2 separate regions of the Rattus norvegicus genome follow, and region 2 is linked to region 1. The links are chromatin contacts, called in public Hi-C maps. All regions are on one chromosome and are shown on one strand. Each heading gives the region's core, a stretch centred on a gene start, on an enhancer-like site or on the middle of the called end of the contact. The rest is flanking DNA. Distances are from core to core; before and after follow the strand shown.

Region 1 (6,426 bases), core at 1,956-4,455:
TTGTTCTTCCTATGTGGTTGCAATCCCCTTCAGGTCTTCAATCCCTTCCCTAACTCTTCCATAGGGTTCCCCGACATCAGTCCAGTGGTTGGCTGTAAGTATCTGCATCTGTCTCAGTTAGCCAATGGTAGAGCCCCTCAGAGGATGGCCATGCCAGGCTCTTGTCTGCAAGCAAAACATGGCATCAGGAATAGTGTTGGGGTTTGGTACCTAAGCATGGGATGGATCCCCCTTGGGCTGGTCACTGGATGCTGCTTAGCTTCTGTCTCCCATTCTTACCCTGCAGGGAGCTGCACTGGAGCAAGAGGCCGCCATACTTCCTCCCTGTACCATTTCCTCCCCTTCAGCCTCAGCGCCCCTCCCATCTTGTATCCTGGAGTAGAGTCTGTTCCTGACTCTCCTCTTCTTGTCCACACCACACCTGTGTGCAGGGCCGCGCTGTGCAAGACCACGTTAGGGAGGCACCTTTTCAGTAACACTGTAATGAGCCCCGACCCTCCCGGGGCAGATTCTCAGAAGATTGATGGGATTCAAAAGGACTTGTGCATGCCGCTTTTAAGGATTTCCAGGTTGTAGAGCGTTGTGACAGTTTATGGTCCCTCTCCAGAGGCAAGCGGAGCTGCATGCACACATCCCAGCCGCTCTGCAAATGTGCAATGCATTCATCTTTGCCAATGAGGTGAAGCTGGATATTGTTTGGGTTGCGTGGAGCATAATTGGGAATATATGGATAGCTGTCTCTTGCTGCAGTCTGCATGTTTTTTTCTTGGAGGTTATTATCTCATCTAATTGACATGACATAAAGCCAATCAGCCCCCTGCCAGTTACGCATTCTGTAAACATCTTTCATAGTCTGCCCTTCGCCTCACACATTTCTTTAATAATTGAATTTTACCTTTCATTTCTTTCAACTGCAGGAAATTTTATTTCATAGGATAAATTGACATCTTGCTTCACATGGCCACCTTTTACGGAACACTCAGAGAGCTTCCTCTGGTCTTCCTAGCTAATTCCCACAAGATGAGTCTCCCTTTCAACAGCGATTTTACTGTCCAGTTTTTAGTGTTCTGCTTACTTCTTGATTTTTTTTTTTCGTTTTTCCTGGCTAGGATTTTTTGAACCAGCTGACTCAACAAAGCATCCAGCTTGCATTTTTCCTAAATGACCGGCCAATTGTCCTAACACACTCACCGAGACAATTCAGCTCCCTTCAGAGCTCATTGGCTCTGTGCTTCCTCATTCTGACTCTCTTCTGCCAAAGAAAAATGTCAAACGTTCCTCCTGTTTGGGCTGCATTGACTGTGACAGGTACCTCAGCTCCTCGAAACTGTCCATGCCTATGTAACAGCTCACAACCATTATTGCCAACCTATGCCCTCGCAGACCCCAATACCCAAGAATGGGACATTCCTGGGAACAGAATCACTGCAGATGTAGTTGGCTAACATGAGGACATACCCCAGAGTCACACGAACCGCAAGTGACTGTTGTCCTTAGGACAAAGGACCATTCATACACACAGACGCAGGGAGAAGCCCATGTGAGAGCAAAGGAAGAAATCAGAGTATAACACTAACACACCTCGACTAGAGAGATGGCTCAGCAGTTAAGAGCACCATCTGCTCTTCCAGAGGTCCTGAGTTCAATTCCTAGCAGCCACATGGTGGCTCACAACCATCTGTAATGGACTCTGATGCCCTCTTCTGTATCTGAAGACAGTGCAACAGTGTACTCATATAAATAAATAAATAAATAAATAAATAAATAAATAAATAAATAAATAAATAAAGTGTTTAAAAAAAAAACACTACCACACTCAGGAGCACCAGGACCCACCAGAACCCAGGAGGGAGACCTACTTCAGACCCCTCCTCACTGCTTTCAGCAGGACCCCACACGACCAGTAGCTTGACCTCAGAGTCTGGCCCCAGGGCAGATGTGCATGCCCCACTTCCATAGGTGAAGCCACTCAGTCTGTGGCACCTTTTATGGCAGCCTTGAGAAACCAATACAACAGTTACTAGGAAAGTTTCATCATAGCAATTCCTGTGGTGCACAATTTTGCTTTCCCAGGTTTTGGTTATGGTCAACCACACCCTGGAAATAGTGAATGGAATATTCTAGAAATAAGCAATGCCTGTGTTTCAGCCACATGACATTTTGAGTAGTAAATGAGATCTACCATCTTACTTATAACCGTCTCTCTGACTGAAGCACCCACACCATGTATCCTGCACACCCACTAAGTGGCTATTGATTGTCAGATCAAATGTCAAAGCATCGCAGTGCTTGCGTCCAGCTCACCTTTGCATTATTAATAATGATTGCACCAAGAGGTAGGGATGTGGCTCAGCTGGTGCTGTCTGGCTAGAGTTCATGAGGCTCATGGAAGGTTCAACTCCCAGTACCATGTAAACTGGACATGGGGCACACTCCTGCACTCCCAGCACCTGGAAGGTACAGACAGAGATTGATTGATTGATTGACTGATTGATTGATTGATTGCAGCTGACCTTCTTCACAAGCCAAGGCCCAGCCCAAGAAATGGTACCACCCACAATCAGGATGAGTCCACCCACCTGAACTATCAAGACAGTCACCTATCAGGCACACCCACAGTTCAGCCTGATAGAAATAATTCCTCAAGTTGATTCTAAGATGTATAAGGTTGATGATAAAAACTCACCTGCACAGAGATTTTCCTTATTAAAAATGTAAGTGTTGAGTCTGCTCAGATGCGTGGTGAATTAGTATTAACCTCACATTGTGCTAGACTTAAAAATTAGGCAGTATCTTTGGTGTGTGTGACTCCATAGGTATGTGATGCAGTGTGATCTATGACTTCAGGCATCCACTGAGGGGCCTTGGAGCATGCCTCCTGTGTATAGACACTTCTGTGTGTTCTGAAGCTTAATCTTAGTCTTCGCTGTTGGAGGCCAACACTGTCACTGAGCAGCTCAGGCAAAGAGAAAAACTCACCCCTGGCCTCATGCCCACACCAGCTCAGCAGGCACTGCAAGCAGCCAGCTCCTTAAGGGCTGCAAAAGCCACCCTCTGCACCCCTCTTTACTTGTTGTCCCTTCTCTGGGACACATCAGAAAGATCCAAGGTTCAGACCATCAGCTCGGTGCTGGGTGGCTTTACCCTCAACCCTACTGCTCACCCTGCTTCCTTGGAGTTATCTAGGTCCCTGTCTTCCTCCTGACAACCTTGACCTTTTGCTCCTGTGTCCTGTGCTGAGCAGAGCTAATACCACTGCTACCCTTAAAGAGACAGTGCACCTGCTGCAAGGGGTTCCCCTTGGTGTGTAAAAGAAAGCTACTTAGGTAAGCCAATGGGCCATGAGGAAGAGAAGAAGGGGAGGAGGAATAGAAAAGGGGAGGTAGAGAGAGAGAAAAGACAAGATTTTAGGGAGCTCTCAGGGCTGAGTATCTCTTTAAATGTGTTTTTTAAAAGGCAGGAACTTTGAAATCCTTCTAGAAGGAAGCTTCCCCTGCCACAGAGGCTGGATCCAAAGCCATTGCCATGATGGGGAAGCCAAATTTGGGGCATGAGCTCCTTCTCTTGTGCAAACAGGATTTTTCGTATGGGCTTGCTGTGTGCTTGTGTGTTTATTTTTGGTGGCGTCCCACAGCCAATTTCCTCCCCCTGGGAACACAAAAAAGAGGAACTATAATGTAAGTTATGTGAATCAGAGGATGAGGCTTCCCAGGCATGCCTCCCTAGCTTGTCACCAGAGACTGTGAAACTGTGGAGAGAAGCAAGATGTGCCTACTTAGATAAACGAAGTCAAGCTTGAACACTCAAGTTCTCACCTGACCAGAACCTGTTCCCCAATGACTGGTGCTCTCTGGTGCAGCCCTGTCTGCCTTCCCCACACTTACAGCAGCTTCCTATCAGGCTTTAGGGATAAGTGGCCCCAGGCAGGTGATACAATCAGCCCTGTATCCACCCCAAGACGTATACGTCAGCTGATCTTGGGTGGACAGAAAATTACTCTGATCACTACCAAGACACCACCCCATCTGTAGCTGACTGGTGACCACTCAAAAGATAGGACTATCTGCTTATTTACTTAGCTTAAAGATCTCAAGATGGCAGGTAGCCAAAAGCCCAATGTGTGTCCTTAGAGACACATAGAGAGAGGAGGCTACATGAAGTTAGGTGACACAACCAACAAGGGTGCCATCCATCACTAGATCAAGGAAGGAAGAGTCCCGAAAGCCTTCATGGGAGCACAGTCTGGCCAAACCTTGATCTCACACCTATTGCCTCCTGACCTATGTGATGTTTCTGACTCCTGTCAGTCCCCTGCCCATCGGCAATCTCAGGAAATTGATATGTCTTCAGTGATAACAGTCCCTCACCACATGACTGTCCAGGGATGCTGTGAAGTGAGGAACCCATAGGACAGGAGAGCAGCAGGCAGGGCAGCCCCTGGGGTTCAGGCAAGCCTAAGGCCTTCCCATCAATGAAGGAAGACATGAGACCAGTTCTTCACATGTCCAACATTCATCAGAGAAGACAGGCACCATGTTCTATACCTCAGAGTCCACAGGAACAGTGTGAGAAAAGAGGGGCAGAGGGAAAGAGGGAGGAGAAGGGAAGGAAAGGGAGAGAAGGAAGGAAGAAAAAAGAAGAGGAGGGAAGAGGAAAGGAAGAAGAGAGGTAGAGGGAAGAGGAAACAAGGAGTGGAGGGAGGCAGAGAGGGAGGGAGAAAAGGAGAAAGGAAATAAGAGAGAAGGGGGTGGGAAAGGGGGAGGAAAAGGGAAAGAGGAGATGGAAGGGAGAGAGAAAGGGGGAGGGGAAAGGGAGGAGGAAGGGAAGAAGAGAGAGGGGGAGGAGAGGGGGATGGAAAAAGAGAGGAAAGAAGAAAGGGAAGAAAAGGAAGAGGAGAGGGGGAGAAGGGAAGGGAGAGAGAGGAAGGAAGGAAGAGAGAGAGTTCACAGCAGCCAATGCTTGCCTGGGCCCTGGCTGGTCAGACTCAGTTCAGGACATTTCAGGGACCCCATATTCACTCCACACACTAGACTTTACCTGTCACCTGAACTGTCTTGAGAAACCTTGCTCCTCAAGAGTTTCTTCTCAGGTTAAAACTTCATATCTGTCTTCCACTCCAGAGGGAAGGAAGGCAGTTTAGACGTTTCCCCAGCCAATGGGGTAACTGAGAATGAGCAAAATTTGTAGACTGAACTTTTGATCAGAGAAGTTTTCTCTCTATTACGTGTATAGGAGGCCTGTGTGAGGGTCTGACTTGCGGGATGAGAATCACAGCAGTAGCTGCCCTCCTGCTGGCTGGGGCTTCCCTAAGCACATGGCCTGGGGTGCTCCTGGCTGCCTCTTCTGCACAGGATTCATGCAGTCAGGCCTGCAAAGCTGAGTGCATGTGAGGTGCTTCAGCACTGCAGAAGGCAGCAGTGAGACATCCTGAGACCAGAGGGGTTTCTGGGCTTTGTCCAATTCTTGCTCTGCACAGAATGTCCCCCTGCTGGCCCTGCTCTGCTAGCTCCCTTGGGATATCACTGGGCTGGACTTCAAGGAATGAAGCTTAGCCCGGCGGGTGGATTAGCAGGATCTCAGTCAACATGAGTGCAGAAGAAACAGCCTTCTCTGGAGATGGTTTTCAGTGAAACAGCTCTCCTCTTGAGGGGGTAACAAGGGCTATACAGACCTTGGGGAGTAGGTAGGGGTTTTCAGGGAGAGAAGTGCACATTCTTGGCTGGGGCTGAGGTGCTGGGAACACTTCATTTTCATGAAGAGGAATTCTAGATGCTTGTTGGACATGTCCTTATGGGAGAGAGGAAGTTAAACCTGGAACCTGACCACCAGGCTACATGACCATCTCAAGGGTGGCGGAAGTGGGGGTTGTAAGGCTTATGGATTCTGGGACGTGCAGGCCCAGGGCAAGGAGGAAACAGTCCTAACCCCTACGTGTCTCAGGACAAAGATCTTCACACCCTTGTTCCACACTGGTTCCCACATCCCTCCCAGTGAAGTTCAGTGTCCATTTGGCCAGTGACCACTCTTAGGCTGATGGGCAGCGTTTACCAATGGTCACTTGTTAAGCCCTGTCCTCCATTTGTTTAGCAAGAACTTGATCTCCTGCCAGTTGTTAGTGATGTGTTTATAAAAAGATAAAGAGAGGGTATGTCCCGAGTCCCTGGTTCAATCCCAGGTTTCCTCACCAATGTTGTATTTTTGAAAGATAGGAAGAGGGGATATGCTCTATGGAGGTCTGGGGAAAGGGGGTGCCTCAGTGGGCCCATGCTGAGAAATCCCTTCCTGTGAGGGATCAGTCACACGATGACAGTGTAGTATAGAATAGTTTATTCGGGGCATGGGGAGGGGAGTTAAGAGGGTAGTAGGGCAGAGAAAGAGTAGAGGAGAGGAGTAGAGGAGTAGAGGAGTAGAGGCCAGCCATGAGCA
Region 2 (6,426 bases), core at 1,300-3,799, 200 kb before region 1:
TGGAAATATAGACTGGCCATGCCCACAGCAGCACTGTGGATTAAATAAAGCGCTCTCTACACAGGCGCACTGAGAACTGATCTAATGTTCCAGAGCTAACACCCCTAGGCCCCTAGGGCATTGTTCTGCCAGGGTCTCGCTTTGTCTTCATTTCTGACACAATTGCTAAGCCCAGCAGACCTTATGTAGCGTGAGATCGCATGGCGTGCATAGTAATGCCTCCGAATGCCACACAAAAGCTGAGGCGTGAGCAACTGAGATGGCAACCCCTCAGGGAAAAATCATCAGCAAATACAAACTTGTAGCCTGTGTGGGAAAGGAGGACCCAGCTGTTGATGCAAACTGAAGTAAACACCTTTCTGTAGCAAAGTTATCTCAGAAAGCAAGCTTCCTGAGAGGCTAGATGCCTGTGCCATTAAAAAGTATGGATTGGCTCTCGCTCCTGCTCCTGCTTCCTCTTGCTCTCCCTTGCCCCCTTGCCCCTTCTCTCCCCATTCCCCTCCCCTTTCTCTCCATGTGCTCATGGCCAGCCTCTACTCTATTTCTCTATCTCTCTCTCTCTTTCTCTCTCTCTCTCTCTCTCTCTCTCTCTCTCTCTCTCTCTCTCTCTCTCTGCCCTACCACCCTCTTAACTCCCCTCCCTATGCCCTGAATAAACTCTATTCTATACTTTAAATAAAAAGTATGTATTCTCTAGACTGACTGTTGCTGGCCTTTCATGACTTTACAATAAATTGTGACCAATAAGGGAAACAAAAGTATGAATAGGAGCTGAAGAAATGACTGAGTGCATGAGGGCCTGCTCTGCTCTTACAGAGGACCCAGATTCTACTCCTAGCACCCACACCAGCCAGCTCAGAATCCCCTGTAACTCAAGCTTTGGATGACCTGATGCCTTCTTCTATACTCTGTGGGTAATCACACACACATGCACACACATGCACATACACCTACACACACACACACACACGCACACACGCACATGCACACATGCACACAGGCACACGCGCGGGCACACACATGCACACTTGCGCATGAACATGCATGCACAGCTTTTAAAAGTACTCTTAGAGCATGAGTTCAGAATAAAATATCATTCACTAAAATATCATTCAATAAAATATCTGCTAAGAGCAGATCTTGGTGAGTCTGTTCATCAGAAAGGGTCACCTTCTTGAGTTGTGTCGCCTCTTTACTTGGGCTGCTAAGTAAACAGAATAGCCTGTTATTAATCGGGCCATTATAGAGCTATCGGCCAATAGTGTCAATTACTTTTACAGTCTCCTTGCGAAACCATTTCTCCTTGGGTTAAAAAATGCATAAACGGGTCTGCACTTGGGTGGGAGCTAGATGTGAGAAGGCTTTGGAAAGGAACTACTGCTTGCAGTGTCCGCAAAGGAACGTCAAGTTGTAACTGGGATTCACTGTGGGATCACCCCTGAAAGAACCATACAGAGCAGGTTAACCCAAAGTAGGTGGCTGTCCACGAGGAGTGTGTTTTAGGCAGTGGGATTATACTCAGAAAGCTCACCTGCTCGCAAAAGCTTAACTAAAGTGGGGGGGGGGAGCTAGCACTAGGTCCCAGGAGCGGTGGATAGGATGGACTAAGCATAGCACCAGACCTGGTCTTAGATCTGTGCGATCAAAGCCCTGGGTTGCAGTCCCCCACCCTTAGGCCCATCTTGTTGGCTAAGGCCCCTCTGGGCTATGCTGACCACATATGATCTCCAGAGGGATTTCAGCCAGTGGAAAGCAGTGAAGAAACCCCACTCTTCACATTTCGTCAAAGCCAAAAGAGAAGCTATAACAGGCAGGCATAAACAGATCCTCAAGTTTAGGACTTATTAAGTGACATGGGGCGGGGGGGGGGTGTCCCTGGGCATCTAAGAGTCAAAGACTACACACACACACACACACACACACACACACACACACACACACACACACACACACCAACAATAGAAACCCCTACTTCTCGGTTCACTTTGGAGGGATGTGGCGCCCCCGTTTCAGCGCCCCAGTTCACTCCAGGTTAAAAAGAACAAGAGGCTGGGCGAAAGGTGGGCGGCTAGGGTCTGGCTCCATCTCTTCCGCTCCCCCCCCCCCGCCCCTCCGCCTCGCAGCGACGCTGATCACTGTGTCGCCTTGGTTCTCCAGCGCGCGGCGCTGCGCCCGCTTTTATCCAGAGACGCGTCGCTTCATGCGCTGACAGCGCGGCTCAGCCCGTGGGGCTGGAACCGAGTAGCATTCGTTGAATCTGCGGCTTTCATGACGTTTCCCTACGAGATCTATCACTTTGCTCCTAAACGAGGATTTATTCCCCCTGCCACTCAAGGCTTTCCCCCAGTTTCCTCGCAGCAGGGCTCCCTCCTCCGTCCCTGCCCACACGCGCACTCCTCTGCCCCGCGGTGGCCCCAGCGCCCAGCCCTCCAGCCAGAGGGAGCCAGTCACCAGACGGCAGCACCTGGCTGGAGAGGTTGGGCGGGCCGAGGGTGGGGATCCGCGGGAACAGGCGAGCCGGAGCTGGAGCAGGAGCTGGACCAACCGCTAGCAGCAGAATGGAGTCTCCCGAAAGCCTGCCGGGGCTGATGTGAAATTGGACCATCTGCTTCCAGTTGGTCTGTTTCCTCCTCTTCTTGTATTTTCTTCCCTTGCCATCCACCGTGGAGTGAATTACTGAATCTTGCTCCGTTCCAAGAGAGGCGATGAGGATGAAGTGAACCTACCCTGTCCACCACAAGGTAAGCAGTGCGTTGAGTTGTTCAAGGCGAGGAGCTGGCATGGATCCCAGCCAGATGTTCCGTGTCCTAGGATCCCCGAGCGAGCCTTCAGGTCCTGGCTCCCAGGTCCCCAGCCCCACTGTGACTGTTTGCATTCCCTTCTCAGCGGAGACATGATGCTGAAGTCCACCAGAGGCAGGAAAAGCTGCCTTTGGTTACATAACCAAAAGGAAATGTGTCTCATAGGATTTTCATTAGCAGCTTAAAAACTCGCCTGGGTGGGTGGCAGGAGGAGGGGTCTGCCTGCCCTGGGCGCGAGAGAATGGGTCAGCTACTGTGGACCTCACTCCGCACCCCTAGTGAAGATCAAACACACAGATGATCCCGCAGGCAGGGGCGGCTGGCTGGCGGGGTAGGCAGGGAGAGTTGGGAAAGCCCATTGTCTTGGTGGAAAGCTGTTCAGTAGCCTTGTTCTGTTTGGGCATAAAGAGGAGAGGATGCGAAGGAGGAAAAGTGAGCGGAAGGGCGAAAGCTGTGAGACAGGGGAGGACTTCACATGGTCTTCATCAGTAAACCCGAGATGTGTCGCCGCTGATGGAAGACAGGGACTAAGATGTCCCTACAAGTAAAACTAACTGAAAGCAGGAAACACCAGGGTCACACCAAGTGTGGGCTAGGTGAGTCTACCGACTTAGCTTCTCTCCTGGGTATGGGTTCACTTGCATCAAGACATTAAGCTTGGGTTAGTTTTTTTAACTGAAATGGTATTCTTATTCCCCAAGCCCAGTGAAGCCCTGGGTGGATCCACAGGTATATATACAGGGTTCAATATGGAGAGAGTCTTGGGGTGGGGGAGAACAGATCTTCATAGAAAAGGTCACAGAAACAATCTGAGCTTAGTGGAAAGGGAACAGCAGAATTTTCCAAAGAATCCCTTCTCCACCTCCACTTTCCCCACAAAGCAGGGCAGGGGTGGGGGGAGGAAACCCTCCAGTGTCTGGGAGTTGGCAATCCATTATAGCTTCAGTGTGCTCCCAACTGCTTTCTCCAAAGTCCCGGGGTCCTGGTGAGCTCTCAGGTACTGAGAGCTATGCACTTCCATGCAAGCACTATGCCCTGGCTACCTTTCTTTTGATGAGAAAAGAAAAATGGAGAAGGACAATGTCCGAGAAAGTGGGCTTGCTACAGTCAGGGCTGAGCTAACTAAGCTTCGCCCATTTTGCCTGGAGAAGGAAGGAGCTGAGTCTCCATGGCGACCCAGGTGGGAGGGGACATAGCAGCTCCAGTGATAGGAAAAACCGTTGGACAAAACTTTCTTGGCTCCAGGCAAAGATATGCCCACCGTGTGCCCTATGGGTATCCTAGGGTATCGGCTGGGTCCAGCTCCCTAAGAGTGATCCACGAGAGGGCACTTAGATCCTGCTCAGGCTCTCCTCCAACATGGCAAAGTTTCTCTTGTCCATAGATGCCTTTCTGAGCAGGTTCCGGGTTCAGCACCAAGGCCAGAGCAAGGTGCCCCGGGTTCACCTCCCTGGTAGGATAGCTAGCTGCTCCTAGCATGCACTAGATTTTCTGGTCATGGGAAGGCAATCTCTTCCTATAAAATTCCCTGCCCGTGCTGAATACGGGTGTCAGATTATTCGTGGAATTATATGGCACATAGGAGGAGCTAGCAAATCAACCATTTCATGCATGATGGTGCTTCAGAGTAACTGCTCAAAGTAAATACCAAAACCACAAAAGACTGAAGCTGACCTGAGAACATAGAGAGGATCCCTCCTCAGTGAAAGGAAACACACACACACACACACACACACACACACACACACACACACACATACACACACACAATCAGATCCCAAAGAAATCAGTTGTATTTGAACCAAGTATCTGACTCACAGAAAATATCCATGGGTTCCTGCCTCCCCCACAACCTTCTGTAACTTTCTTTTAGACATAGAGTTTTGGGAAGGTGCCATGATAGCATTCTGACCAGTAAGAGACCAGCCAACAACTCCTGCCTAGGGGCCTAAGATCCAAGAGGGTAGAGAAACAGTCTGCCCTTCATCCATTCTTGGCTGGATCCTCAGCACCATGAGGGGCAGGAGTTAGGGAGGTAGAAGCCAGTAGTGAGCTCTATTAGCCAGCTTATGAGCGAGGTAACTGGTTTCCATGATTGCAGACACAGTAAGGTGTTCAGGAACCATTCCTATTGATATAAACAAAGGAGAACCTGTACAGGGAGAGAGTCTAAGCATTCAAGTTCATCTGGACATTGATTCAGGTGAGTACGGAGATCCACTCCATCTTACCTTACTAGACATTGGTCTCCTTAGCTTTTTTCCTTCAGAGACTGTGGCCCAACTGATTAGGGCTGATGAAAACTAACGCAGGCTACCGCACCAGTCAGGTAAAAGGCCCTAAGCAGTGGCATCCGGACGCAGTGGGTACAACTTAAAATTAGCACCAAATCACCAAGGTTTAGGGAGTAGAAGTGCCAGGAGCAGCTCTAAGGAAATCCTCTCTTGAGGAAACATCTCTGTGTTGATCTTAAGGTGGTACTGACTTGTCTGTCATTTATACATAAAGGCAAACACAACTTGGTATACAACTGGGCTTCCAACACCACGGACATGTTAATGTTTCCTAAAGAAAATGCATGCTGAGCCCTTGGAAGGCGGTTAAAGCAGTGTGCATGTATGCAGCTGTTAGATGCTTAACTCACCTCTAGCTGGTGAAGCTGGGGCTGTGTGTTTTGACCATGGGGAAAGGGGTAAGGGGTTACACTGGCTTTTGAATTTCAGATCCTGATGGCTGTTGACAAGTTTGTCCATGTTTTAATTTATACGGCTTGCTATCTGAAATAGAAGTGATGTGTAGAATATTTTGGGACTTAAACAAGCTGTACTCTGGCTTCGATCCATCTGCTATTACCAACAGAAGGAAAGTGGAGATTAGAGGCACAGAACAGCAGAGGCTGTTGGATAGAGAAAGTGGCCTGCCTATGCGTTTTAAAGTTCAAGTTCTCTCGCAAACTTTAAAAGAGAAGAAGGCTATATAGAAAGTGAGAATGGGAAACGGCTCTATCTTTAGCTCCAGTGAATTCCGTGTGATAATCAGTTGATTTCTTGCCCAATAGCCTTTATTCATAGTGATCCCATGCTCATAGATTCGGTACTAATTTTCTGAACTATGACTTGCTTACTTTCTGGTGGCTTATTACTGAATGAGGTGCCTGCGGTGGTCAACAGCGCACTCCAGATTAAGCAGTTTACCCGTTGCACATAGGATCAGTTAAGGAGTGACTTCCTAAGGTCCGTCCCTGCATGTAGTTCCGATTCTTACTTTTGAAAAATTACACGGATGCCTTACTTTCGTGTCTCCGAAACAACAACAAGCAGCATGTTTGTGCCTACAGCCCAGGTCTTTACTGTGTCTGCAGGATTCATATAGATGGTTTCCTCTGAGCTGAGCAAATGCTTTTGTTCTCTCCTTCTTGCAAACCCTTTCTACTTTGCAGATTGTTTAAAAATGGGAAAACAGCTTTAGAATAAACATCAGGAAGGCTCATTAGCTTATGTGAATAAGCTTGTTGAACCTTAGCTCCATCCCCCAGATGTTTACAAGTAAAAAGTGAGTCTGCCATCCAGGGTTCAGTGCTGATGGGAATCAGCATAAAGGGAAGCTCTCCCTAAAACAGAACAGA

What was found. Hi-C and Micro-C count contacts between places; a contact is called where the count stands out from the background.
Region 2: a contact with region 1 is called in a Hi-C map of psoas muscle, with 2.0 times the contacts expected there. The contact joins the promoter of Kcnj6 here to the enhancer-like site in region 1. A contact is called at or near these places in 3 of 12 Hi-C or Micro-C datasets (frontal cortex, prefrontal cortex and psoas muscle) and 1 of 1 datasets of contacts at active chromatin or transcription factors (oligodendrocytes).

What each region holds. Positions count from the first base shown.
Region 1 is chr11:47,579,665-47,586,090 of GRCr8, reverse strand. All of the region lies in intron 3 of Kcnj6 (potassium inwardly-rectifying channel, subfamily J, member 6), which reads left to right. LOC102550239 (a long non-coding RNA gene) reads right to left here. Exons shown (of 5, transcript XR_005491269.2): 2 at 2,305-2,450. LOC134481061 (a long non-coding RNA gene) reads left to right here. Exons shown (of 2, transcript XR_010056269.1): 2 at 1-1,805. Among named protein-coding and RNA genes, the nearest start is that of Kcnj6, 200 kb to the left of the region's middle. Within about 2 kb of position 3,205, at least 2 of the 93 cell types and tissues checked have an H3K27ac peak or open chromatin away from gene starts, as enhancers often do.
Region 2 is chr11:47,774,471-47,780,896 of GRCr8, reverse strand. Kcnj6 (potassium inwardly-rectifying channel, subfamily J, member 6) reads left to right here and starts at 2,549. Exons shown (of 4, transcript NM_013192.3): 1 at 2,549-2,741.